Regions from separate parts of the Sus scrofa genome. Here region 2 is linked to region 1. A link is a contact called in public HiChIP or PLAC-seq data. All regions are on one chromosome and are shown on one strand. The core of a region is the stretch at or near the end of the contact, and the rest is flanking DNA. Distances in the headings are between cores, read along the strand shown.

Evidence for each region. HiChIP or PLAC-seq counts read pairs in DNA pulled down with a chosen protein or histone mark.
Region 2: an H3K27ac HiChIP or PLAC-seq map of alveolar macrophages shows a contact between it and region 1. The contact joins the promoter of BCL2L12 here to the enhancer-like site in region 1. A contact is called at or near these places in 4 of 47 Hi-C or Micro-C datasets (epiblast stem cells, fibroblasts, heart right ventricle and 1 more) and 2 of 2 datasets of contacts at active chromatin or transcription factors (alveolar macrophages and skeletal muscle).

Annotation. Positions count from the first base shown.
Region 1 is chr6:54,656,784-54,662,781 of Sscrofa11.1, forward strand. The region is part of intron 11 of PRR12 (proline-rich protein 12); the gene reads left to right. Among named protein-coding and RNA genes, the nearest start is that of PRR12, 18 kb to the left of the region's middle. Within about 2 kb of position 2,753, at least 19 of the 83 cell types and tissues checked have an H3K27ac peak or open chromatin away from gene starts, as enhancers often do. A contact at or near this core is called in alveolar macrophages, retroperitoneal adipose tissue and skeletal muscle, where this site is marked.
Region 2 is chr6:54,702,167-54,708,098 of Sscrofa11.1, forward strand. It overlaps BCL2L12 (bcl-2-like protein 12), which reads left to right and starts at 4,287. Exons shown (of 10, transcript XM_013998657.2): 1 at 4,287-4,416; 2 at 4,691-4,725; 3 at 4,913-5,101; 4 at 5,103-5,154; 5 at 5,843-5,932. The coding sequence starts at 4,287. It overlaps IRF3 (interferon regulatory factor 3), which reads right to left and starts at 3,913. Exons shown (of 8, transcript NM_213770.1): 1 at 3,749-3,913; 2 at 2,870-3,041; 3 at 2,714-2,784; 4 at 1,887-2,073; 5 at 1,722-1,786; 6 at 1,407-1,719; 7 at 176-291. The coding sequence starts at 3,913.

The DNA.
Region 1 (5,998 bases), core at 1,503-4,002:
ATTTCTGCCGTACAGCAAAGCAATTCACTTAATTCACTACATATAGGGTTTTTTGTTTGTTTGTTTTTTTAATGGCCCTATCCACGATATATGCAAGTTCCTAGGGCAGGGATTGAGTCCAAGCCACAGCTTCGGCAACACCAGATCCTTTAACCCACGGTGCCAGGCCAGGGATCCAATCCGCACCTCCATAGTGACCCACGCCGCTGTAGTTGGATTCTTAACCCACTGTGCCACAAGAGAACTCCTAAATTTTATCTCCGTGATCTCTTTTCTTTCTTTTTTTTTTTTCTTTTGGCCACCCCGTGGCATGTGGAGTTCCCAGGCCAGGGATCAGATGTGAGCCATGTCTACGACCTACACCACAGCTCCTGGCATTGCCAGATCCTTAACCCACTGAACGAGGCCAGGGATCAAACCCACAACCTCATGGATGGGAACTTCATGTAATCGCCTTCCTTTAGAGGGATTATTTTCTCCCTTTTACAAGGTGGGAGACTGAGGCTCAGAGGCTAAGGTTGCCTTCTCTGGCTTCCACAGCTTGGGACCTGGACCCAGTTCTGCTGGCCTTGGGAGCTCAAATTCTCTGCACCAGAGTCAGCGGCACTCTTCTGTGTGTATTCTTTATTTTAGTTATTTTTTTGGCCGTGGTATGCAGCATCTTGATGTGGAATCTCAGTTCCCAGCTAGAGCGTGAATGCAGGCCATGGCGGTGAATGCACCGAGTCCTAAGGGCTAGTTCACCAGGGAATTCCATGCTGTGTATGTTCTGTCCAGCATCGATGGATGCTGCTGCTGGGCGCCCAGCACCGCCCAGATGGACAGGGCTCTGGGGCAGAGACCGTGAGCTTTCCCAATCTCCAGAGAGAGAGAATCACTGGGTTGGCGGGTGCCAAGCTGGGATTGGAGCCGGGGCCATTGGATACCCCCTCCCCGCTGGCACGGGGCAGGGGAAGGGGCCAGTCCAGGTCTCAGATGCTTAAAATACAACAGGAGCGTGTGTTGGGGATGGGGGACTGACAGCCCCAGAATCGAGCCACGCATGCAGAGGAGGACTCGTTCAGGGCAGGCCGATGGCGTGGTTTTTAGGAGCTCAGCTTTGCCATTAACCTGACTGACTTGACTCTCTGGCACTTCCGAACTAGAGCTGAGCCTCAGTTTTCTCAGCTGTAAAACGGAGTGATGTTCCCTTCATGCAATTGGTGGACTCAGGCTCGACGGCCAGTGCTCTGACACTGGCGGCGACACTGATGGTAGGTGACCCTGAAGGTGCCCTATGAACTTCGCAGCTGTTACTCGTCTCTGTGGCCCAGAGCAAATCTCTAGTGCACAGCTTGGCAAACGTATTTTTGTAAAGAGCCAGAGGGTGAATATTTCAGGCTTCGCAAGCTGCTTAGGGTTTCTGCCACATTCTTGGATTTGTTTTGTTTTGTTTTTCTTTTTCACAATCCTTTAAAAATGTAGAAACCTTTCTTAGCTCAAAGATCTATAAAAAAAATGGGCCACAGGGAGTTCCCATTGTGGCTCAGTGGGTTAAGAACCCGACATAGTGTCCATGAGGATACAGGTTACATCCCTGGCCTCGCTCAGTGGCTTAGGGATCCCGTGTTGCCTCGAGCTGCAGTGTAGGTCACAGATGCAGCTTGATCCAATGTTGCGGTGGCTGGGGTGGTGGCGGGCAGCTGCAGCTCCAATTTTACCCCTAGCCCAGGAACTTCCATGTGCCGAAAGAGCCACCTTTTAAAAAAAAGCGGGGGGGGGGGGTGCCCCACAGGCTATAATTTGTCATAGAACAATGGCAGTCTAATAGAAATATCATATGAATATGATATGATATAGAAATATTATATGAGCCATGGATGTCATTTGAAACTGTCTCATATCTACATTTTTAAGAAAGTTTAAAGATGAGATTAGCAGTAGGGATGTATTCTCTCGAACCTAGCTTATCTAAAGGATTATTTCAGCATGTGGTCAGTGTAGAAAAAGTTAATGCAATGTTTTACGTTCCTCCTTGCTCACCAAGCCTTTGAAATCCAGCGTGTCTTTTACACTCTGTGGACTCAATGAGCTGCATTTCAAGTACACAAAGCCACTGGTCTGGGAGGAGCTGCTGAATCGGACAGTATAGGGTTAGGGCTCTCTCTGCCTCAGCTCCCCCCAAAGGGGAGTGATAATATTAATTCCCAGTTCTTGGAGATGTTGAAGATTTAGCAGAATGCAAACTGAGCATTGAAGCGTCTGCTGGATGGAGAAAAATGTGGGGAGGGTGGTCCAGGCAGAGAGAGCAGTCTGTGCAAAGGCCCTGTGGTGAGGCGTGTATATTTGTGATGTGTAGGGGTGCAAGGGGTTGAGTGGCTGGACAGCGAGCTTGAAGGCTGGGAAGGTGGGCAGGGCCCAGATCATCCTGGGGTGAGATCCCTGGGTGCCTGCTTGAGAATTTGGGTGGTCTGGCGGTGGCTGGGGAGGTGTGCAGTCCGGATGGCAGTCTGTCCACTGCCTGAGTTCTGTGACACTGACTCCTCTGTGTCTGAGTCCAGCTTTCTTCTTAACACCAGTCTGGGCGCTTCTAGCTCACTTACTCACATCCTGCTCCTTACCACCCTTGCCTCAGCTTGTTATAGTTGAGATTCCCAGGAGAGAATCTGATTGGTCCAGCACATCATTTGGGGTCAAGGTGGGGTTTGTGATATGCCTGTCGATGGGCGGCCCCTTGTCAGGTCTCCTCCAATCACTGGTGGCGTCTACTGAATAGGGTCAGGCAACTTCCCTACTAAAGGGAAGTGGGTGTGATCCGTGATATGATTGACAAGAGGAGAGGCAGGAAGGACGTGGCTTTGGGACTAACTGACTCTGGTTGGGGAGCAGGCAAGGCTGATGATGCCAGGGCCTGATGACCAGGGCGGGGATGGCGGGATCCTGGGAGGAAGAGTGGTTTTGGGAAAGAAGCCAAGCTTAATCGGGATGTGGTGAGCCCAGGGGCCCTCGAGTCCAGCTAGAGAATGAGCTGATGCCTTAGAGGAGGAAGATAGGCCGTGGGCAGAAATAGGGAGAGCGTCCTCTGGTGGATTTTTCAAAAACTTGGAACAGGGAATATTATTTCCATATTGAGAGAGAAAACGACACACCCCTAGTGGGGGGTGGGCAGCTCTGCATTTGCAGAAACCTGGAATTCAGCAAGTGGGGCTTGTGTCCTGAGCTTTGCGGGTCTGGGTGGCCTGCCGGGCAGGGGAGGGAGGAAGGAACCTGAGGCCAAATATCTGTGCCAAGCTGTAGGATCTGCACTGGGGCGCTGGAAGGTTTCAGAGCAGGGCAGGACTTAAAGGAACTGTGAGTCCCTAAAAGGACCTGAAAAGGACTTTTTAATCCTCATGCCTCTGACCTGGCTCTCTGAGGAGCCAGGAGGGAGGACCGAGAACCGTGGGGTCCTGGAGAAAAGCACTTGGGCTCGGCACGCCCGTATCCTTGTCTCATCCTGCCTCACTCTTGTGCAGTGAGACTTAAGCCAAGAACCTTTCCAGACCTCATTTTCATCAGGTTGTTGTAACTTCTCCTAGGTGTTCCCTGGATTGATCTGAGGGATGTGAAAAATCGTGGATGTGAAAGCAATTGACAGGAAACCAAGAGTAGCTACCCAGAACCTGGCCCTTGGGCTTCAGGGCACCAGCTGCTGCCAGGGGCAGACATCACTAATTGATCCCAGCACTTACAGCTGCCGAGCCTAGTGTCAGGGCAGCCACGATTAATCCATCGGAGTTACACCTGAATCCTCTTTGTCACTTGACTGTGGATTCTTTTGAATGCGAGGGCTTGGCCCTCCTTCCTCTCTGGGCTAGCACGAAGCCCAGGACACATTTCCCGGTATGTTCTGATGCTTTTCTTACCCGTGCCACAGCTGTCACACGCTTTACCTGCCGGCTCCTAGCCCTCACCTAGCCCCTCATAGGAGACTTAGTCTTCCCAGGACTCCTTTCTTCGAGGAAGCGTTTTTCTCAGATTCAGATCGAGTTCAGAGCCCTCCTCCTCCTAGGCTCCTAGGGCACCTGTCATTAGTACCTTTCGACGTGAGCTGTTACATTTTTGGGTCTACATCTGGCTCCCCTGCTACTCTCCTCACTCCCTGATGGCACATGCTGGGTGCGACACACCCGGGTTCCCTTTGCCCAGCTGGGGCCACACAGGCCTTGGGCTGGGGATCTGAGTGTGCCAGGGGAAGTGGAGCTGGGGGGAGCCTTTCTGTCACTGTGCCCTGGACAGGCTGACAAAAATCAGTGCTCTCAGGTAACCCGTCAACCCGTTTATTCTTAGCACAAGCCTCAGCATCGCCCTGTTTCATTTGCTTGTCTGTCTTATTATCTCTGTAATGAAGACCCCCCCCAAAAAAAAGGCTTTGTGGCTCTTGTTCACCACTGTACAGTGGGGCTGGGGCCTAACCCCACATCCAGAAGATGCTGGGTAGGTGGGTGCTCGGATTTTTTTCGCTTTAGGAGCAAGGTTTTATTTCTCTGTTAGAATGGATGTTGCCTGGAGTTCCTGTTGTAGCTCAGTGGGTTAAGAACCTAACAGTGTCTGTGAGGATACGGTTTCGATCCCTTGCCTTGCTCAGTGGGTTAAGGATCTGGCGTTGCTGTGAGCTGGGGTGTGGGTCGAAGATGCGGCTCGGATCCCGTGTTGCTGTGGCTGTGGGGTAGACCGGCAGCTGCAGCTCTGATTCGACCCCCAGCCTGGGAACCTCCATATACCACGGGTGCGGCCCTAAAAAATAAATACACAAATAAATAAATAAATAAGGATTAATGTTGTTTAGGCATTTTACAAGAGGCAGAGATGTGTTTCTTTCACTAGTACTTTTTAGCAAATACACAAAAAGTTCACAAACAACTTTTATGTTACACACGTGAGCCAAAGTCCGTATTTTCCGTTTATCAATCTGGTGACTTGTTTTTTTAAGTATCGTTGATTGACAGTGCTGTGGGTGCTCAGATTTAGTTTTTTTGGCTATGCCTATGGCATGTGGAAGTTCCCTGGCCAGGGATCAAGCTGAGCTGCTGCAGTGATAATGCCGGATCCTTAACCCGCCCTGCCACAAGGCAACTCCCAGATTTCGTCATTTTTATGAGTCATGAGGATGTCGGGTACCATCACACTGTAAAGATGTAACAACTAAAACCTGAGAACCAGGGGATTAAGGATCTGGTGGTGTCACTGCAGTGGCTCAGGTCACTGCTGTGGCGGGGGTTCAGTCCCCTTCCCCGGGAATTTCTGTATGCTGTGGGGGCAGCCAAGAAAGCCCCACAAAACAACCTGGTAGCCCAGAATGAATGGCCTGATTTGAGCATATAGATGGTCCCTATGGGTCAGTGTAGGATTTTTCAACTTGATGGCCACGCAGAAGCGATACACACTGAGTATGGAGACTGTACTTTGAGGTTTTTTTCTCTTTTTTTCTTTTTTTTGTGATTTCTAGGGCCGCTCCCTCAGTATATGGAGGTTCCCAGGCCTAGGGGTCGAATCTGAGCTGTAGTCACCAGCCTACACCAGAGCCACAGCAACGCGGGATCCGAGCCGCGTCTGCAACCTACACCACAGCTCACGGCAGTGTGGATCCTTAACCCACTGAGTGAGGCCAGGGATCGAACCCGCAACCTCATGGTTCCTAGTCGGATTCATTAACCACTGTGCCACGACAGGAACTCTCCCCCCACCCCCATCTTACAACATAGGCTTTGTGTCGAGGTGAGTTTGCCCAACTGCAGGCTAAGGCGTTGTGAGCACATGGAAGGTCGGCTGGGCTGTGATGTTTGGGAGGTTAGGTGCATTCAGTTTTTGACTTAAGATGCTTTTCAACTTACGATAGGTTGTAATCGGGGTGGGGACCACCCCCCACCCCCGGTAAGTCACGGAAGCTCTGTCTTTGGCCTGTTGTAGGAAGGCGGGGCCAGACTCGAGCCGCTTCCCCTGGGAACATCAGGAGGCCAGAAGTTATCTGTCCGCTGGC
Region 2 (5,932 bases), core at 3,037-5,536, 47 kb after region 1:
AGAGGCTCGGGGTGAGGCCATGGCAGGGACACGCAGAGGCCCCCGAGGGTAAGGAGCAGCAGAGACTCCTGGCAGCCGCAGTTTCTCTATGGGGCCCCGGGCGCTGAAGTTCCTGGGAGCAACCCCCCACCCCTTGGGATCGTCCCTCCACTCCAGGAGCCAGGGGCTGCCGTACCTTGACCATCACCAGCCTCTTGACCCACGGCTCGTCCTGAGGCCACGACTGCCCCATGCAGAACCAGAGGGTGTAGCGTGGTGAGCGTCTGCTTCCTTCGATGAAGGCAATCAGATCTGGGGGCCCAGGAACTAGTCAGGGATGGAAGAAGGCCCTCTACCTGCTCCCCCAAACCGAGTAACGTCTTTACCTTCTCCCCTGGTTCAAAGCCCAACCTACCTCTGCCACCATGACCAGGGGCTGTTGACCTGGGAAAAGTCCCTGCAGTTCTGGCACCAACTTTAGTGTTCCCCCTCTCTCCCTTCCATCAGGGTAGGGCTGTAGGGGCTGCTTTGCTGCCGTCCCCCCGCTCCCCGCCTCAGCATTTGGATGGGATACAGGCCCAGAAGGGGAGCCTGCTCCCCCAAGGATGCTGAGTGAGTCTGGAGGACATGTGGTTGGTGCTTCCTGCTCTTGAACCCCTCAAGTTCAGGCTGGTCCAATATATAACCATGAGCCATGATGGCTAGTTAAGTTTTAATTGTATCTAATTAAAATCAACGAAAACTGGGAGTTACCATTGTGGCTTGGCGGCAACGAACCCAACTAGTATCCTTGAGGACGCTAGTTCCATCCCTGGCCCTGCTCAGTGGGTTATGGATCCGGCGTTGCCGTGAGCTGTGGTGTAGGTCGCAGACGTGGCTCGGATCTGGCGTGGCTGTGGCTGTGGTGACAGCTCCAGTTGGACCCCTAGCCTGGGAACCTCCATATGTCTCAGGTGCAGCTCTAAAATGGCAAAAAAAAAAAGTTAACTAAAACTTAAAGCTCGTTTCTTCCTTTGCATGCCCTTTATCTACGTCCTCAGTAGCCACTCTGCAGCTGGCGGCTGCCACGCTGGGCAGTGCATGCAGTGCATTTCCATCATGGCAGAAAGTTCTAGTTGGATAACAAAGCCCCGCAGGAGTTTTTCTCCTGCGTCTGTCTCTCCACCATAACTGGTGGTGGTGATGACGACAACAACGAAAGCAGCGAACTGCCTGAGCACCTGCTGTGCACTGGGCCCCCTGCCCCCTGCCAGCTCCCAGCAGGTAAGGAGAGAGAAGAGACTTTACAGGTTCCAAGCAGTCCTTGCCTTCCCAGGCTCAACCACAAGCAGAGCAGAGGCTCTGAATTTGATCCACCCCCTGACCCCGGAGGTCTGGAGCCCCGCAGCCTGCCGCTTCCACGGCAGGGCCAAGGCCGCCGCACTCACCTTCGATGAAGGGCCCCAGGTCGAACACGCCTCCTTCCCTGTCCTTGGGGACCTCACCGTCAGGCTTGTGACCGCTGTCCGGGATGAGTTCCTCGCCCATGGCCCAGTACACGTGGCAGTGCCCCAGCCTCTGGGCCCAGAGCCACTGCCCCGCCCTCCACAGAGCCAGCCCCCCGCCCAGGCAGCTCAGCACCCGGCGCACGTAGTCCGCCACACCCCTGTCCGTCAGGGAGGCTGCGGGGTCTGGCAGTCTCACTGGCTGCCCGGCCAGCGTCCCGTCCTCGGCCTCGGATCCCACCAGCCGCAGGCCCCCGGGCTGCAGACAGTCTGCTGGAAGACTTGGCAGCCCCGGTAGAAGACGGTCACCTGGAACTCCCACTCTGAGCAGCAGCGGCAGCAGGGACATGAGCGGAGAGAGAGGAGGGAGTGTCAGGGGCCGCGGGCCGTGCCAGCCCCGCCCAGCCCACAGCGGGCACTCACCGTCGTCATTCGCCAGCAGCTGCTTCAGTGGGTTTTCACGGACTCCCAGGTTGGGGCAAGAAGCGGGGGCGTCTACACTGGGGCTCAGGGAGAGCTGAGGGGGCTGCTCGAGGGCCAGGGTCAGGCTCGGGGGCCCTGCATCCGAGGCCAAGTCCATGCCACTTAGTAACTTATCCAGACTGTCTTCCTGGAGAGGGGAAAAAAAAAAGCGGCCAGGTATTTCCACGGCCTTTTCTGGAGACTTCACGGGGACCAGGCCTTGTGCTCAGCGGTGTGGAGCCGTGCCTCCAAAGAGGACACAGACCTGAGCTTTGCCCTTAAGGGGATTCTAGTCTGAGGGAGACCCAGCCACCAGCCAAGGCGGTGGAATATACACAGCTTGTACACAGGCTGGGCACTACCGTAGCCCGAGGGGAGCGGCTAATTCCACCCCGAGGATCTGGGTCAGTGCGAGCAAGACCCGGGCAGAGAAGCCTGGGTAGGATTTCAGAAGGGACCTGCCCTGGCACAGACGTCAGCAAGATCAAGGGTAGGGAGGGTCTCGGTTGCCAAGAGGCTGAGGTACCCTGTGCAGGGAGGGAAGCTGTGAAGTCCTAGAAAAGTGGGTGAGGGTCTTAAATGCCTGGTGAAAGCTCCACATTTTCTCCTGAGGATGCTGGGAGGCCAGTGGGAGGCCTGTGAGCAGGGGAGGGACAGGGTCAGCCATGGGTCAGGTAGGGGGCAGACTGCAGGGAGAGAGTGGAGCCTGGAGTGATGGTGGCCTCGCTAGGCCCCTGAGGATGCATGAGGCAGGGGCTGAGCGCAGGACGGTCGGGGCGCATTCTTACGTGGGTATCAGAGGTACTGTATCTGCCACTGAGGTCTAGAGAGGTGTCTGGCTCAGGAAAGTCCCCAACTCCTGTCGAGAAAGGTGGTGAGTGGAGTAGGGGCTCTGGGGACACCCGAAATCCCATCCCTCCAAGCAAAGCCTCACTTCAGCACACCTGAGGTCACAAACTCATAGATCTTGTGTGGGTCGTGGGGGTCCTTGCTGTGGTCCTCTGCTAAACGCAATGCTTCTTTCCGGTTCAGGGCAGACCGGAAATTCCTCTTCCAGGTGGGCAGGTCGGGCTTATCCTTCCCAGGAGTGTAGGCACCACTGGCCTCGGCCCAGGCCTGGGGGGACCAGTGGTACCAAGATAGTGAAGAGGATGACTTAAATCTTGCCCCCAGGGGTCCTAACCTTGGCTCCTCTTGTCCTAACACCACCTTGCCCTCCCCTGGCAGGTTTTGTTTTTGTTTTTGTTTTTGAAACCATAGTTGATTTACAATATTGTGCCAATTCCCTTTGCACGTTCTAACTTAGTTCTCATCCCCAAGCTCTGGAATTCTCTGTGCCCCAAATCCCCCTTACCTCCACCCTTCAAAAACATTTGCTTTCTAAGCCAGCCTCCTGGTCCTAATGGGTGTCTAACTGCCAGTGCGCTGCCCCAGGACACTCTTCGTCATTAGGCTTAACACCACCGGCATATCCTACTTCCGTGGCAACCTCGGCTTCAGGGTCGAGTCTTGCCTCTAATATTCCAAGGTCCGCCCCCAGAATTCTACAACCAAAAGCCCCACCCCAGGGGGTTCCCTACCACCACCACTCCCCTCCCACCCCAGGATGCATTTCCTTCACTTGCCCGGTTCTATTCCTGGGACCTGGCGGCTCCAATCCTCACGGCTGTCAGACGCCCATCTGCGCGTCGTACTAACTTCGCCCCTCCCAGTTCTAACTCCATCCACCCCCACCTGCCAGAATAAGCGTGGGCCGCGCGGTCGAGCTGATCCCATCCCTCGGCCCCGTCCCCTTGGAGTCCCCGGGCCCGGCGCGCGCGCACCTGGAAGATGCCGAAGTCCTCCTGCTGGGCATCCTGCCGCAAGCCGTGCTTCCAAGGGATGCGGAAGCGCGTGTGGCCCTCATCCAGCCAGGCCACGCCCTCCAGTTGCCCCTGGTTCAGCTGAGATATCAGCCAGGGCAGGATCCGAGGCTTCTGAGTTCCCATGGGCCTGTGCGCCGGGGACAGTTCCTGGATATAGGCGGACTCCCAGGCCCACCCAGTTGGAAGGTTCCGAACCCAGACCTCCCTCTCAAGCGCCACGGCGCAGGGTCCTCACCTCTATTCTCCTGGGGTACAGACAGGAGACCTCCCATCCTCCAGAGAGGCTCCCTAATTCAGAGAGGAGTCCCTCCAAAACCCCTCTCCTTTCCCCAGCTTCTTTTATCTACATACCTCTACCTCCCTCAATTCTACCTTCCTCAATTCCGCCAGTGTAGACCTTCCCCACTCCACTGAAAGCCCTTCCCTCCCCCACATCACACAGTGCAGGTACTCTTATCTCCAGGGTAGACGCCTCCCTCCCGTTACTGCCGTGCACATGCTAGGGACTCGCAGACCTCTACCTCCCACACTCAACTCCAGTGTAGCTCCCCCCGCTCCCCAGAACCCCTCACTCATAGACCGACCAACCACAGTTCCTCCCAAACAGACGGCCTCCCTCCTCCGCGGCACGCCCCACTTCCCAGAGTGGATCGCTTCTCATTCACAGAGTCCTTCTCTCCCCTAGATACCCCAGTGTGGACACCTCCTCTTCTCTCCTACCAACTACTTTTCTAAGTTTTGTTTTACAGCCAGCCATTGCTTCACTTCCTTTCCTTCTCGCTTCACTTTCCCCAGCGTACACAAACCCCCTTCCCCACTGTCAAGGCAGACGCATCCTTCCTCCGTCCCATTCTTCACTACTGGACGCCACCAACTCCCCCGCTTTTCCGCGTTACCTAGGTAGTGGGTCGAGGCGCGTAGAGTGCCGGGAGGAGGTGCGCCGGGAACCCAGGAACCCAGAAACCCAGAAAACCCACTCCTGCGTTTGAAGCCCCGTAGCTCTCGAACTCGCCGCCGCACACCCCACTTCTCGTCAGCTGAGTTTTAGAGGTGGGACTTGTTTTCTGTTGATTTCTTGAAATAAAAACGACTTTAACGTCGTTAGGATTATCGACTCGACAGCCAGAGAGGCGGTACAGTGAGCCGGGAAAACTCCCCCGCCCATCATGCCCTTTTTAGGTCTTCCGACCACGGGCATGCTGGGAGCGTTCTATGCAAATTAGGCGGGCCTCATCGCCCCGCCCCTTCCACGTTTGGGCCGGCTCCTAGCCGGTACAGTCATTGCGCAGGCGCGGGAAAGTCGCCCTAAGGAAAGTTTATACAAGTTCAGTGGAGGAGGCGGCGGCGGCGGGGCCCGGGACCAGGTGAGCGGGAGGTGAGGGAGAGCTAGGTGAGCAGGGAAGAAAAGGGGGCCGGGATCTAGGAGCAGGTAGCCCAGTCACGCTTCCCCGACATCTGCGTGTCCCGGCTCCCCCAAATTCCAGCCCGAGTCAGAGTGGAACTACACCTCCCAGCAGGCTGCGCGGCGAACAAGTAACGGACGGAGGGGAATGTTTGCTACGAAGTCTGCTGGGAATCGTAGTTCCTGATCCTCTACGGACTTGAATAGCTTGGCATATACTTTCAGAATGGAGAAGTCAGAGCCCCAAGCCTCCTTCTCCTTCGGGGACTCAGGGATCTGAGGCCCCAGTCTCCTTCTCTCTTAGACTCAAGAGTTCAGACCCCCAGCCCCCTACTCCGAAAACCAAGAGTCCAGGCCCCCAGTCCCCTCCTCCCTTGGACCCCAAATCCAAATCCCCAGCTTTCTCCTCTCCCAGGATCAGGATGTCTTTGCCCTCATCCCTCTCCTCCTTCTGAGAACTCAAGTGTCTGGGCCCCCAGACCCCAACTTCTGTAAGGAACCTGGGAATCCAGACTCTCAGCCCCTTCCTCCCTTGGGCACGCATGAATCCTGACGGCACCACACTTCTCATTCCGGGACTAGCAATTTGGGCCCCCAGCCGGCAGTTCTTGCTGAACCCTGGAGTCCATCCCCAGCTCCTTCTCTTATAGGTGCCTCCATGGCAGGCTCTGAAGAGCTGGCGCTCCGGGAGGACACTCTGAAGGTCCTAGCTGCCTTCCTTAGGCGGGATGAGGCTGCCG